Linked DNA regions of Mus musculus: region 2 is linked to region 1. Evidence: chromatin contacts called from public promoter capture Hi-C data. All regions are on one chromosome and are shown on one strand. Each heading gives the region's core, a stretch centred on a gene start, on an enhancer-like site or on the middle of the called end of the contact. The rest is flanking DNA. Distances are from core to core; before and after follow the strand shown. Region 1 holds the start of Cwc22 (CWC22 spliceosome-associated protein). Region 2 holds the start of Hsd17b12 (hydroxysteroid (17-beta) dehydrogenase 12).

What was found. Promoter capture Hi-C pulls out the DNA fragments that hold promoters and counts their contacts.
Region 2: a promoter capture Hi-C map of pre-B cells shows a contact between it and region 1, with 5 times the contacts expected there. The contact joins the promoter of Hsd17b12 here to the promoter of Cwc22 in region 1. A contact is called at or near these places in 2 of 39 promoter capture datasets (cranial neural crest and pre-B cells) and 1 of 484 Hi-C or Micro-C datasets (pre-B cells).

Annotation. Positions count from the first base shown.
Region 1 is chr2:77,942,885-77,949,959 of GRCm38.p6, reverse strand. It overlaps Cwc22 (CWC22 spliceosome-associated protein), which reads left to right and starts at 3,604. Exons shown (of 20, transcript NM_001362658.1): 1 at 3,604-3,810.
Region 2 is chr2:94,153,779-94,160,370 of GRCm38.p6, reverse strand. It overlaps Hsd17b12 (hydroxysteroid (17-beta) dehydrogenase 12), which reads left to right and starts at 2,462. Exons shown (of 11, transcript NM_019657.4): 1 at 2,462-2,661. The coding sequence starts at 2,502. Gm39885 (a long non-coding RNA gene) reads right to left here and starts at 2,207. Exons shown (of 3, transcript XR_866573.3): 1 at 929-2,207; 2 at 479-570.

The sequences.
Region 1 (7,075 bases), core at 2,355-4,854:
TAAAAGCATGCTGCTCTCTTCTTAATCAGGCCTACTTCGTCATCTCCAGCTGACTCCTGCCAATTACCCCAGCAAAGCAAAAGTTTCACTGTAGTGGAGCTGGACTCATGTTCATCACAGCTGTGTCTTCAGCCCTGAAGACCAGAATCTCTTGTAACACATGAGTTTAAGATGGCTAACCTCAGTTGACAACTTGACTTGAGAGTCCTGAGTTAGCCAGAGCTAGGCTGACTCCGGGACAGACTACAAACTGGCAGTTTGGGAGAGTAGGCCTAGGTTTTTGTTTCTCAGAACTGGACAAGTCCAAAGCAAGTCAATTCCATATAAAATCACCCCTCATGGGCAGCCAGTCAGAAAGCTGCCCCACTACCTAGCTTGAGCCAAGTATAGTATAGTATAGTATAGTATAGTATAGTATAGTATAGTATAGTATAGTATAGTATAGTATATAGTATATAGTATATAGTATATAGTATATAATATAGTATAGAGCCAGCATAAGTTCGCAGAATCTCCCAGACACTTAACCAATGACAAAGACACTCATACCCCTAGAGATAGAGCCAATCAATCAAGGGAAAGAAGTTAAGAGTCATCCTCTCCTACCTTAATAGGATTTACATTTGACACTGCAAAGCCCTTACTTTTGTCTTCCATCCTGATGTATGGTGGAACCCTGCATGCAGGTTCTTTGCAGAATAAACACTCTTTCCTGTTGCACACTATTTGAGTCTGGAGTATCATTCTTCACAAATCAAAGACTCTTACATTCTATATGTAGAATCAACTAAAACCAAAGCTCCCGGACACTCCTGCGGGATTATCTTAATCAGATCATTTGAAGAAGGAAGACTCATCCTAAATCTCATCCATACCTCCTGGGGGCAGCCCACATAAAAAGACATGGAGGAGAGAAACTGTTTTTTGTCTTCACCTTCTCCATCAATAGCAGGTTGGTCTATCCTGTTGCTGCCAGTATTGAATCCAACTTCTTGAGGATTCCAACACAGAGTGAAAAACAGCAGCTCTCCAGGAGCCTTCCAGGACTCCCAACACCAGACAGGAATACAGAGACTGCAGTCTCATGGACTGAGGAACAACAGAATTCTTGCCCCTTCCACTGTGAGGCAGCTGTCCTTGGACTATTTTGGTGTTTTAAATAGGTATGCCCACAGAGACCTAATCAATGCTTGGTCCATAGGGAGTGACACTATTAGGAAGTATGACCTAGTTGGAGGAAGTGTGTCATTGTTGGCATCTCCTATGCTCAAGCTATGCCCAGTGTGGCACATAATCTCCTTGGTGCCTGCAGATCAAGATGTAGAACTCTCAACTCCTTCTCTAGCACCATGTCTGCCCAAGTGCCACCATTTTTCCTGTCCATTGTGATAACAGACTAAACTTCTGAAACTGTAAACCAGCCCCAATAAATCTTTTCCTTCATAAGAGTTGCCATGGTCACAGTGTCTCTTCACAGCAATAAAAACCTAACTAAGATAATTATTCATACCACATCTTTTAAGCCAGCCTGATACATCTCTTATTATATATTCATTCTATCAAAACTGCTCTTTTAGAAACTCTAATACACAGTGAGGACCAGCTCTAGAATTTTATTATTCCCTTTGCTTTATTGATATTGTTGTTGCTGGTTTGATTTGCCTTGTTTTCTTTCTGCTTTTGACATGGTCTTGCTATGTAGCCTTGGCTGGCTTGAAACTCACTCTGTATACCAGGCTAGCCTCAAACTCTTAGAGAGCTATCTGCCTCTGCTTCCCAAGTACTAGTATTAAAAGCTCACTACGTAGCCTTGGCTGGCTGAGAACTGACTATATAGATCAGGCTGGCCTTGAACACTTGAACACAGGTCTGCCTCTTAAATTATGGGATTAAAGTGCCTAGCCCAGGATTTTTATTTTGTTTACACCCTGTGGGGGTTTGAATAAAAATGGCCCACATAGACTCACAGGAATTAGGAGGTGTGGCTTTGTTGAGGTAGACTTGGTGCAGTGGAAGGAAGTGTGTCACTGAGGTGGGCTTCTCAGATGCCCACGCCTGGCCAGTGTTTGAACGTCTTCTCCTGCTGTCTGTGGATCTAGATATAGAATTCTCAACTCCTTCTCTAGCCCCCCTACTACTTAGATGCCATAAAACTCCCCACCATGAATTCCACCATCACAATAATGGAATAAACCTCTGTTGTAAGCCAATTAGATTGGCTGTTTGTTTGTTCATTTGTTTGTTTGTTTGAATATAACAATTGCTGTAGTCATGGTGTCACTTTATAGCAGGAGAAACGCTAACAAAGTCATACTATCTCTAGGAAAAGGCTGAAAGCTCAATCACCCTAAAATTATAATAAAGAAGCAGAGCTTACTGCCCCAGGCATTTGATGCCAGCCCCTAGGAAGCAGAGCCAGGCAGATCTCTGTGAGTTCAAGACCAGCCTGGTCTACATAGTAAGTTCCAGGCCAGCCAGGGCTACATAGTGAGACCTTGTCCCTGTTTAAAAAATAAACAAAATTCTTGGAGAAGCCAGGCCTGGTTTACAAAATACTTTGAAATATAAAGATGATGTTGTTTTAGGAAGAGCTTTCCAATCACATTAGCATGCTCTTTAACACTTACCTTTTGGTAACACTGAAAATCAAAGACTAAGGAAACAGTATAATTGAGGCCAGTGCTCTAAACTCGTTACAGATTTCACATTCCAACCCTGAAAGTATCATAAATACAACTTGCTTCTTTTTTTTTTAATTTTTTAATTAATTAATTAATTTATTTATTTTCGGAGACAGGGTTTCTCTGTATAGCCCTGGCTGTCCTGGAACTCACTTTGTAGACCAGGCTGGCCTCGAACTCAGAAATCCACCTGCCTCTGCCTCCAGAGTGCTGGGATTAAAGGCATGTGCCACCACGCCAGGCAACTTGCTTCTTTTCTTTTTTCACCTTCCTCTCTCTCTCTCTCTCTCTCTCTCTCTCTCTCTCTCTCTCTTTCAAGACAGGGGCTCATTATGTAGCTCTGGATGTCTTGGAACACACAGTGCCAGTCTCAGCCTCCAAAATATTTGGAGTAAAGGCAGACACCACCATGTTGGGCCTCCAATTTACTTCTCACTGTCCTTACAACATATCATTTATAATCAGATAGTCTTCCATTCACTTGAATTTAAAATCTTGGAACTTAATAGATACTAAACATTTTGTCACTTTCCCCTCTTCTCCCAAACAGACTTTTGGTAAAGCTTCTGTCAAAAATCTGAAAGGGATCGCTACTTTTTTTATTATTTTCAGGCAAGGTATTATATAGTAAGCCTCTGCGGTAGTTTCATAGTATGTATCTTAGTGTTAAGCTTTTACACTGAAAAAAAAAAAAAAGAAAGAAAAGCTACGGTGTCTACTAAGAGCTACTTTTTATGGCTTTAGAAGATGAGTAGTGTTAGAATAAGAAGCATGCCTCGAAAACCTAGCTCTCAAAAGTGTCTCTAGTGTGACCTCCTATCCGAACGAACTACAATTCCCGTCATGCACTGCGGTCCAACTACAACTCATTTCCGTCCGCGCTGCCAGAGCATGCTGGACTTTGTAGTTCACTCGGACTCACATGTTCTTTTCTCGTGTTCTTTGTAAGGAATGACAGTGTTACTAGCTGGATTGCTTTGACTCAAGGTGTTACTATACCGCATTATCATTAATCGTATCACATACCTGCCAATTCACTACCAGTTTTTCACTAATTTCTCGCGCTACTTTCACCCGGGAAAGGGAACTGACGCTCTTCCGGTATGATGGCGGCGCGGTGGAGCTTTAGGTAATTACGGAACTCTGAAGACTCGGGATAGACTAGGAGCCAGAGTGGGGGCGGCGGGTTGCTAGGTCGCGTGGAGAGGGCAGGGACTTGCGAGTGGGCGCTTGCCCGGTGGGCCTTGCTTTCCTCATGTGGCTGCGCCGTCTCCACCGGCGGCCCGCGAGGTGCCGTGTGAGCCGGCTGGGCCTAGCGCCGGCGGCGGGGCGTGCGTGTCTGGGCCTTGGTCTGGGTTGTCGGTGAACACCTCTCCTGGGAGCACCCTGGGTCGCGTCCCCAGTCGGCGTCCCGGGGCTGGCATTAATAAATTCTGGTAACGCGTTTGCCTCATTCCAGCTTATCCCAGTAGCCAATTCTATTACATTTTCATTTATGGATCGTTTTCATTGACTTGACTGAACCCCTGTCATGTTTAGCCCTAGTGATCCATGTTTCGCATCTTCTGTGTTTAGGTCGCATACGTAGTTAACCTTAACTCTAAAAGCCTCTACTATTTGCAACTTCCAAACATGGGTTTGCAGTTCCTGCCCCTAGCGAGCTGCAGGCCCTACAGTACAAACAGCACTGTGCCAGCTGTTTGACCTGCTCTAAATGCAAGACTTTTTTGATACATTGTAGCCACTTAACTCGCCCCCCCGCCCCCCGGAAGAATAATTTGGGGAAAGGTATTAATAGAAACAGTAACTGAGCCCCGGCAAGCCGTTGGTGAGTTTGCCCAGTGGTTAAAAGCACTCTTTCAGAGGGATCTAGGTTCGATCCAAGCACCCACAAGATGGATCACAACAAATTATAATATCAGATTCAGGGGACTGGATACCTGCTTGCTGATAGCCACTTGCACCAGCAACTTGAACTGTCCCTATATGTATATGAAGGCAAAAAAGATCCATACATGTGAAAATGAGCTACCTTTTCTGTTAATTGTGCTCTGTATTTAAACTGCCTTTTGTTTATTTATTTTTCCTGTTCTCTGTGTAGTCTTGACTGTCTTGGAACTCACTCCTTAGAGCAGGCTGACCTCAAATTTAAAGAGTTCTGCCTGCCTCTGCTTTCTGAGTGCTGGGATTAAAGGTGTGGGCTAGCCGGGTTTAGACTGGTTATTTTAGTTGAGTCCTACCTTGTTCATGACTGGCCCAGTCAGACTCAGTCTGGAAATAGACCAGTTCCAGAAAGAAGTGATTATCGGTAATACAGCAGATTGGAACTAATGTCTTTGAGGGTTTTTCTGTCAGATTTCCCTTGTTTTCTCTGTAAGTCTGAAATTACTGCAGGAACTCTAGCCAGCTTGAATGTGGTGGACAAGGCTCTCCTTCCCAAGTCCCCGTGTCTTGTTAAAAACCGTTAGATCACATTCCTCAAGCTAGCCCCCAAGATCTGTTCCCTGATCTAACCTGCAGAGATCCAGCTATCAAAGCATTGAAGTCCAACAATCCAAAACCTCTCTGGGGTCAACTAATTGACATGCCCAATTTAAATTAAATACCTCAGCCTAACCCCTCTACCCGCTACGCTAATATTTTCCTATATGTATGTCTTCTCTCTATCCAGAGACAGTCCTTTGTTCCCTTGGGACAAATACCCCTTTACCCTCTCCCTTGTTCCCTTCCCCTTCTCCCTCATCCTAGTGTCCTGTCTTTGTCTCCTGTTTCTTGCCCTTTGTCCTTCTGGGGCAAATAAGTCTCCTTTGTGCAGAGAACACGCTCTTGGAGTGTCTTGAGCCAACTTTGAGGTTCCCTACAATTACGAGCAAGGGAGGCCGATGGAGCACTAAGGATTTCAGAAAACTCTCAGGCTTGTTAACACTTTTTCTTACACCTCCCAAGTAAACATGGGAGAAGACAGTTGAATGCTTACCTCAGCACAAACTTTGAAGACATTTTTTAAAATGTTTTTTTTAAAAAGATAGCACACATGGGCAGGGGAGTGGATTCAAACAAGCCTTTGCCTATCGTGCCATGTTAGTAAATGCCAGTGAACAGAAAGGAAAGAAAGTGTGGGGCATCCTTTTTTAGGAAAAGCTTCAATGATTAAAGAATTGATAACTTAGTAAGCGAGACCCAGAATTAACTGTTTTTAATCTATCTTTGAGCCTAACTCAGTAGTGGCTTAAGCCAGGCAAAGTTCAATACTTCCTCCTTGAAAATTTATCCTGTGGGTGCTCTGAATCACTTTACAAGGGGAGGCTCTTTCTAGATCAGAGCTTCTGTGATGGGTGGTCGAGCTTGGTGTCTAGAGGCTACATGGTAATATTTCCTTTACACCAGAATATGCTCAGAAGAAAAAAGTATACAAACATAACTTCTAATGATATGAAAGGTCATTTCTAACCAATCTGTGCAAGTTAGCAGATTTTGTTGACAAAGCTGGGGACCAGATTTGACTTGTGGAGTGCAGACACAAAGTATGAAGTGAAGATGAAGGCCTATGCTACATTCGGGTCCAGTTACCTCTTGGGCACACAGCATCTACTAGTGCTGCCTTGATGCAGATAATGACAGACAGCTTGGTGGCCCCAAGAATAAGGGGTAGAGGAATATTCTTTATGTGATGTCAAAATAACTTGACTCCTCTTCGGATCTAAGATAATCTAAAGTTACCTTCCTGTAGTGGCTATTCCTGGTTGTCAACTTGACAATATTTGGAATGAACTACAATCCGGAATTGGAAGGCTCACCAGTGACCCTTATCTGGAGGCTTGGAGATCCTTATCTGGATCTTGGTTTGAAGATCTTGAGCCATAGTGGCTATGGATTCCAGAAGATTGAATCTCCGAGTTAAGGAACACACCTTTAATCTGGGCTATGCCTTTCATCTGGGATTAAAGGTGTGGTGGAACACACCTTTAGGATTAAAGGTGTGGTGGAACACACCTTTAATCTGGGCTACACCTTTTGCTGGAGACAATATAAGGACATTGGAAGAAGGGAGTCTAGCTCTTGCTCTTGCTCCTTCGCCTGCTTGCTGCGTGAGACTGAGTAACTGCTAGATCCTTGGACTTCCATTCACAGCTGCGACTGAACCATTGTTGGGAATTGGGCTGCCGACTGTAAGTCATCAATAAATTCCTTTACTATTTAGAAATTATCCATAAGTTCTGTGACTCTAGAGAACCCTGACTAATACACTTCCCCTTACAAAACTTTTAGATTTTGAACATGTTATGTATCTGGTACTATCTTAGCTTTGTGTGTGTGTCTGTGTGTGTGTGTTTATGTCAGTGATTGAAAATTTCAGAGATTTGCTGTATCCATAGAAGGCCTTTCATGATTTA
Region 2 (6,592 bases), core at 1,213-3,712, about 16 Mb before region 1:
AGGCTGGCCTTGAACTCACAAAGATTGAATGTCTCTGGCTCCAGAATGATGATATTAAAGTCATGAAACACTATACCCAGCTTCTTATATATTGTTTAAAAGAAATTCTACAGCAACAATTGTTATTTGCCAAGACAGCTTCTGAGAGACTAATAATGAAGCGTTTTCCCATATTCTAGTATAAAAACACTTGAGATTTGCATTAGTTGGCAGTAACAGAGCTAAGAAATCTGTCATGGTATATTTTGTTTGCAGAGTGAACAAGCCTTGTTGTAGAACTGGTTATGAGAATTTAATAGAAAAGAAGGGCAACCCCCAGGTTTTGCATCTCGAAGAAATCATGAGTAGTGAGTGGTTCAGCTAAGGAGATGGGGAAGAAAAAGTAAAGATGTGTCTTAGTGACTGTTCTATTGCCATGAAGAGACAACGTGTTCAAAGCAACTTATAAATGAAAGCATTTAATCAGAGACTTACTTACAGTTTCAGAGGGCAAGTCCATGAACAACATGGCAGGGAACATGGCAGCAGGCAGGCATGAATGACTCTGGAGAAGCAGCAGAGAGCTCACATCTAGTCCACAAGCAAGAGGAAGAGAGAGAGAGCATGCTAAGTTGGAATGGCATGAACTTTTGAAACCTCAAAGCCCACCCCCAATGACACACCTCCTCCAACAAGGGCACACCTCCTAATCCTTCCCTAACTGTTCTATCAACTGCTGACCAAGTCTTCAAACATAGGAGCCTGTGAGTGGCATTGCTGTTCCAGCCACCAGAAGAGGCATATGAGGGCAGGTGTGGAGTTTTATTTTTAAATTTATTAAGCTTGAGTGGAGAATGTAGCTCAGTTGATACACTACTTGACTAGCATGTGTAAAGCTCTGGGTTCAATCCCCAGCACTGAAGTAAGAAAAAAAAATGGTGTCACATACCTGGAATCTCAAACCTTGGGAGGTAGAGGCAGCTTAGGATATTTGACATCCTGTCTCAAAACAAAAACAAACAATAAATGTATTGAGCTTGAGTGGAGATATTGAATGAGCCCCTGGACCTCTAAGTAGAGCCTGAACAGCGACTCCATTTGTTTACTTTATGTCTGTCTCCCTGTCCGCTGAAGTACTTCCATGCTCTTCCAGAGATCAGATTTTTGTGTCCCCTTAAAGCTTCCCTTCAGGGCAGGGGAGATTGCTTGGTGGGTAAAGTATTTGCTGCTCAAGCATAAGGCCTGTTTTCAGAGTCAGGGCCACAGCTTGTGCATCAACAAGTGAGTTTCGGTCACCTGTCCTTCCTAAGTCAGCTAAAACAGTCAAATTAATAGTGCAGAACAGCAGGAAAAGAAAAGAATAAAAAAAGATTTGGGAAAAGTTATAAAGAGACCCAGTACCTTCCACCAAAGCCATGTTTTAGGTTCTGATGTGCAGTTATGGTTTAAGAATGGGCCAGAGTAACATAAATCTAAGCAAGTCAAAGTGTGGTCCAGCCAGCTCACCACTGGCCCCTCATTGCCTCCCCTGTAAGGTGTTCTGGAAGTGTTTGCCCACGTTTTAGGTTTTCTTTTATCCCAGCATGAAGTCCCTTGATGGGGGTGAATCGGTTCCTGTTTTGATTTTATTGTTTTGATTGTCTTACAGTAAAAAGTATAGGACACAAATATCTCTTTAATATCCTCCCACAAAACAAAAATAAAATGATTTTGGTTTTTACTGGACCAGGTCCAATAAAAAAATTTGAGTTTCCCAGAATTGCTCCATAAGCTCTGTTCTTGTAGGATACTTTTCATTCATCTTACAACTGTTAACGCTACTACACAGTAGAGTTTTCTGGAATTCCGAATTATTGGGAACAAGTATAAAGTTCATTGTGGGAGCTAAGGCAGTCATTCAAAAAAATGGAGCGAAAGCGTGCTCTGCAGACAAAGGGGAACCGTAAACCTTCATCTGAAAAGTCTGAGGAATTAACAATCCGAAAGCGGTTATTACTAAGACGTAATCACAAGCACTACTCCAGCTCCTCCCGGACTTCTACTATATTCTTCCCTTTCCGGTTCCATTCCTTCCTGAAATGTGAGCTAAACCCAGTTAGGTATCACTGGCCAATCAGCGCGCAGCCTTCCGCAGTCGTAAGGGCCGCCTCTGCCAATGAGAGATCCCTGCGCTTCGGTGGTGCGAGGTAAAGCTTGTGGGCGGAGCCAAACGTTGAGCGGCTTGTGAGCGAGCCACTGTCTTAATACGGAAATGCGGCTCTGAGCGCGCCGAAGGGGATTGTGGGCGGGGCTACGAAACGAAGGCTAACCAATAGGAGACATAGTACGCTTACAGGAAAGAGAAGTCACCAATAGACACATGGATATGACTATGTAGGCGGGTCTTAGACCTAAAGCGTTCAAAAAATCACGTCTATTCGCTGCGTCTTCGCCGTCACGGCGGCACCGCCTCCTCGTCCCATTCATTCTTTTTTTTTTTTTCCTTCCCCATTCACCGTAGTAGTGAGGCCTAGTCACGAGCCATGGAGTGCGCTCCCCCGGCGGCCGGCTTCCTGTACTGGGTGGGCGCGAGCACCATTGCCTACCTGGCCCTGCGAGCCTCGTACTCGCTCTTCAGGGCCTTCCAGGTGTGGTGCGTGGGCAACGAGGCCTTGGTCGGTCCGCGACTCGGAGAATGGGCAGGTGAGTGGAACCACAAGCCGCGACCACGCTGTGGCCCTTGTTCCCCTGTCGCTCGCGCTCAGCGAGCCCGCTCTGGAGCGCGGAAACTTCTCCAGACCCTGAGCGCACTGGCGGGGTGGGTGATCTGACCTGCTGCTGCCTGGTGGGCACGGAGGAGACCTTTCTTAACTCCCCGGACTTGTCCTGTTGGAGCCCTCCTGGGCAGGCGGCCGGAGTCAGGCGCATTGTCCGCTGTGTCCCTTGCAGTGTTTATTTATTTTTTAAAATAAAGTTTTTCACTTGGCTTGAAAACTGGCCCTGTGCTATGGATGAGAGCATAGGTGAAGATAGGAAGAAGGGTTGCAGGGACAACGATTTCAGAAGTTAGGATCTTGGGAAACTTGATTCTCCAGTTACTTGAATTGGGTTTGTTTCATGTAATTTAACAAGTCCTTTTGGGGAGGGGGGAGGTGGAGGCGGTGTCGGAGGAAATCTTGGTAAATTATTCTGGAGTTTCAATGACTAAGAAGCGCTGTTCTGGGAAAACAAAGTCTTCCTATCGTATTCAGTACTTTTTGCAAGAGTTTGCGGAAAATGTCTTTACAAAAAGTGACCAAAACACGCGAACCTTCTTCTTTTCAGTTGACAGATTTTAAAAATGAGAACGAAGGTCGTATCAGAGAAGTTGAGAAAATCCTAGTTCAGCCCTCTCACCTTTGTTTCTATTTTTTGAGAGAAGGGCTTTAAAACAAACACCCATGTAATCATGATGTATGTGTGGCTCTCTGGTGTTTTGTAACTCACTGTTCACGACTCAAACATTTTATAGAATATTGGGGTGCGGTTGCCTACGGACTAAACACAGGACAGAAATCATGTTACTTTTCAGGTTTGTTCTGTTCATTAAAGAACATTTAAACGACTTAGAAAAGACATGACAGTTAATCTTTTGGGACAACACCCTAATAATAGGAGAAAATATTTCAAGTAGAAATGAGTTTGTGAGCCCCTTTCCTTGATGTGGGGCAAACAGTGATTTTATACAACTTTCCAAAATCACTTTTCATAGTCCCTGGGGGAAAAAGTGCTCGCTGTGATTAAGATTCAGATGATATAATTTCACAATTGACTTGGTCAGTTTCTTTGTTGTCAGCTTGGAAAAAGTTGTTTGTTGGCTTATTTTTATTTTTTTTTAAGTCAATGCAACAGTAATCCCATAGGAAATCAGTTATCCAATAAAATGAAACTTGCAAAGAAAGCCCAGTGTTGCTTTAGCTTTATTATTGTAAATTGTTTGCACAGTCTAAAACGCAGAGTGAAAGTCAAGGGTTTGCCACGTTCAAGGTAGGTTTGGCTCCATCCAGACAAAGGGAAACTGGTAAAAATTAGGAAAGCATTTCTGGCAGATTTAGAAAAGAAATTTGACCTAGAACATTGGGATATGAAAGAGAACTGTGGTGTCATATGGAAGTGAAGTATAGTTGGGGTCAATTGTTTGGGGTTTTGGTTTTTTTTTTTTTTTTTTTTTTTTTTTTTTTAATGCTTAAGCAAAAGAAATGATAAGCAAGATGGCTTAGCAGGTAACGGCACCTGGCCTACACTTGACAGCCTGATTTCCATGCTCAGGATTATCCACAGAGGAGAGACTGACTTCTCTCCACATGAATGCTTTGGTACAGATAGCACCTCCCCAGATAAAACAGCACCCCTCCCCCGAGGAAATGTAAACTAAGTCCTCACTTGTAACTCATAAACATATGTATGTAACCTACATCTTTAAACACTTTCTTACTCTTCAAATTCAGATATTTCAGAACTAGGATTCAGATGAGTTCTTCCTTGGCAGCGGTTGGGTGGGAGTAGCATACTATGTAGAAGACAGACTAGCAGAGGCAGCACCTGGGGTCCCGGTAAGCTGTGGTTAGGCATTGAGCTGGGGAGAGTTGGGATAGTAGGGTTAATGCTAATATGTAGGCAGCATTGTTTTCTCCCTTACAGGATTGCTGTCTCAATCTTGAGTGCTCATTCCTGGGTGATCTGTAAATACATGCTAGTGGGAAGCATTCTTAGGGTGCTCTAATTTCAGTCCGTGATGTTAATTTATCTTCTTCTCTATAGACAGTTAAATAGTTTATTCTGTAGAAATTAGTAGTGGTTCAGTTTTTGTCAACTTGGCATAAGCCTGGGTCATCTGGGAGGAGGACATTTAAGTTGAGAAAATGCACTCATCAGATTGGCCTGTAGGCAGGTCTGTGAGGGCATTCTGCCTATTAGGGATTGATGTAGGCTGGACCATCCCTGGACCCTGGACTGTATAAAACACTTAGTCAAGAAGAGCAAGTGAGCATTCCTGCATGGCCTCTGCTTCAGTTTCTGCCTCCAGGTTCCTGCTTTGCATCCTACTCTGACTTTCTTCCATGGTCTGTGATCTTTCTCTAAGTTGTTTTTGGTCATGGTCTTTATCATAGTAGTTGAAAGCAAACTAGGACATAATTGTTGAATTAATAGGATAATAAAATTATTAAGTTTAGATTGTATAAGCAAATAAATTAGTGTAGATCGGTTCCAATGCCACTAAATGCTATTTGTAGATAAGGATACATTTGGAAAGTTACTATTTTATTTTGCTTCTTTTTTCTTGTTCTTAGTTTGGTATAACACTATTGGGTGGGGCCATGGATCTTATGCTAGTAATCTAGTGTGATTTTTTTTAGGGCAAAAAAACCCCTGCTCTAAGCCGAGTGGTGGTGGCACACGCCTTTAATCCCAGCACTTGGGAGGCAGAGGCAGGCAGATCCCTGAGTTCGAGGCCAGCCTGGTCTACAAAGTGAGTTCCAGGACAGCCAGGGCTAAACAGAGAAACCCTGTCTCGAAAAACAAAAAACAAGCAACAAACAACAACAACAAAAAACCTGCTGGCAGCTTCTTCAGGCTGGGCTCAGCTACCTGTTTCCAAGTAATGGTGAAAATGGAGGAAAGGTTACTGCAGTTGGCCACGTTGGGAGAGGAACAGAGAAAGAGTCCCGTGATCCCAAGTGTGTGTTCAGCCAAAACTTTAGATTAAATCAGGGAGAAATTGGGCAAGTGGTGTGCATAATTAAGCAGCTGTGGTCAGGGTGTGGTCTTGACCCCTACTGACTCTTCCTTGTCTCACCTTTGTTCCTTTGAGCTGGCATGAGAAGTTCCTCTCTGTCATCCTGTCCTAGTTGTGATTCTCTGAAGGGACCATTTTGGTTGCTACAGGCTGATCAGTGACACACTGATCAGAAATGTCTGTTCCAGGATGTTCTCTGCCCTTGTGAACAGTGGCCAACACCTGGGCTGGAAGGTTTATTCCTTGCCCTTCCTGGAATTTCAGAATGTACAGTTTATATGATTTCAGCAGCCAAGGACAGGCACAGAAAGACGGAAGAAATGCCAAGCTTCCCTCTGGCATTTGGTTGCCACGTGGGCCCAAGTGGGGAGCCAGTGCTGTTTAGTCAAAGCAGTTTCTGAGTGTCTGTTTGAGTAAGGGCCAGTGAGATGGCAAATGGGCAGCTCCTGAGCAGATTGTGGTGGGAAAGCAGTGTGCTTAGTGCTCCGGGAGCTTGGGAGGGACATCGGAGCTGTCTCTGAAAGTGATTCCCCAGCGGAGCTCTCAAGCGTCTGCCCGAGATAGCCTGGTGAAGAGTGGCAGAACGCAGAGGCAAGAACAGCTGGCAGATAGCGTTTTTCTCTGGGGAAAGGAAAAATGAAGGCACTGTGGTCTGAGAATTCTGTTAGCAGGGTCTGAGTGATCAGCTTGTTGAGTGGCCCAGTGCTGGGTTATTATTGTCTCAAGGAATCCCGTAATACCACAGTGTGAATAGAAAAGCCTCTCTCAGAAAGATAGCTTTGTTTGAGTTTCTGATTTTTGTTTTTTCTCCCTAGGAAAACAAGGTAAATTGTGTCTTCTCTCCAGCTGGGAATTTGA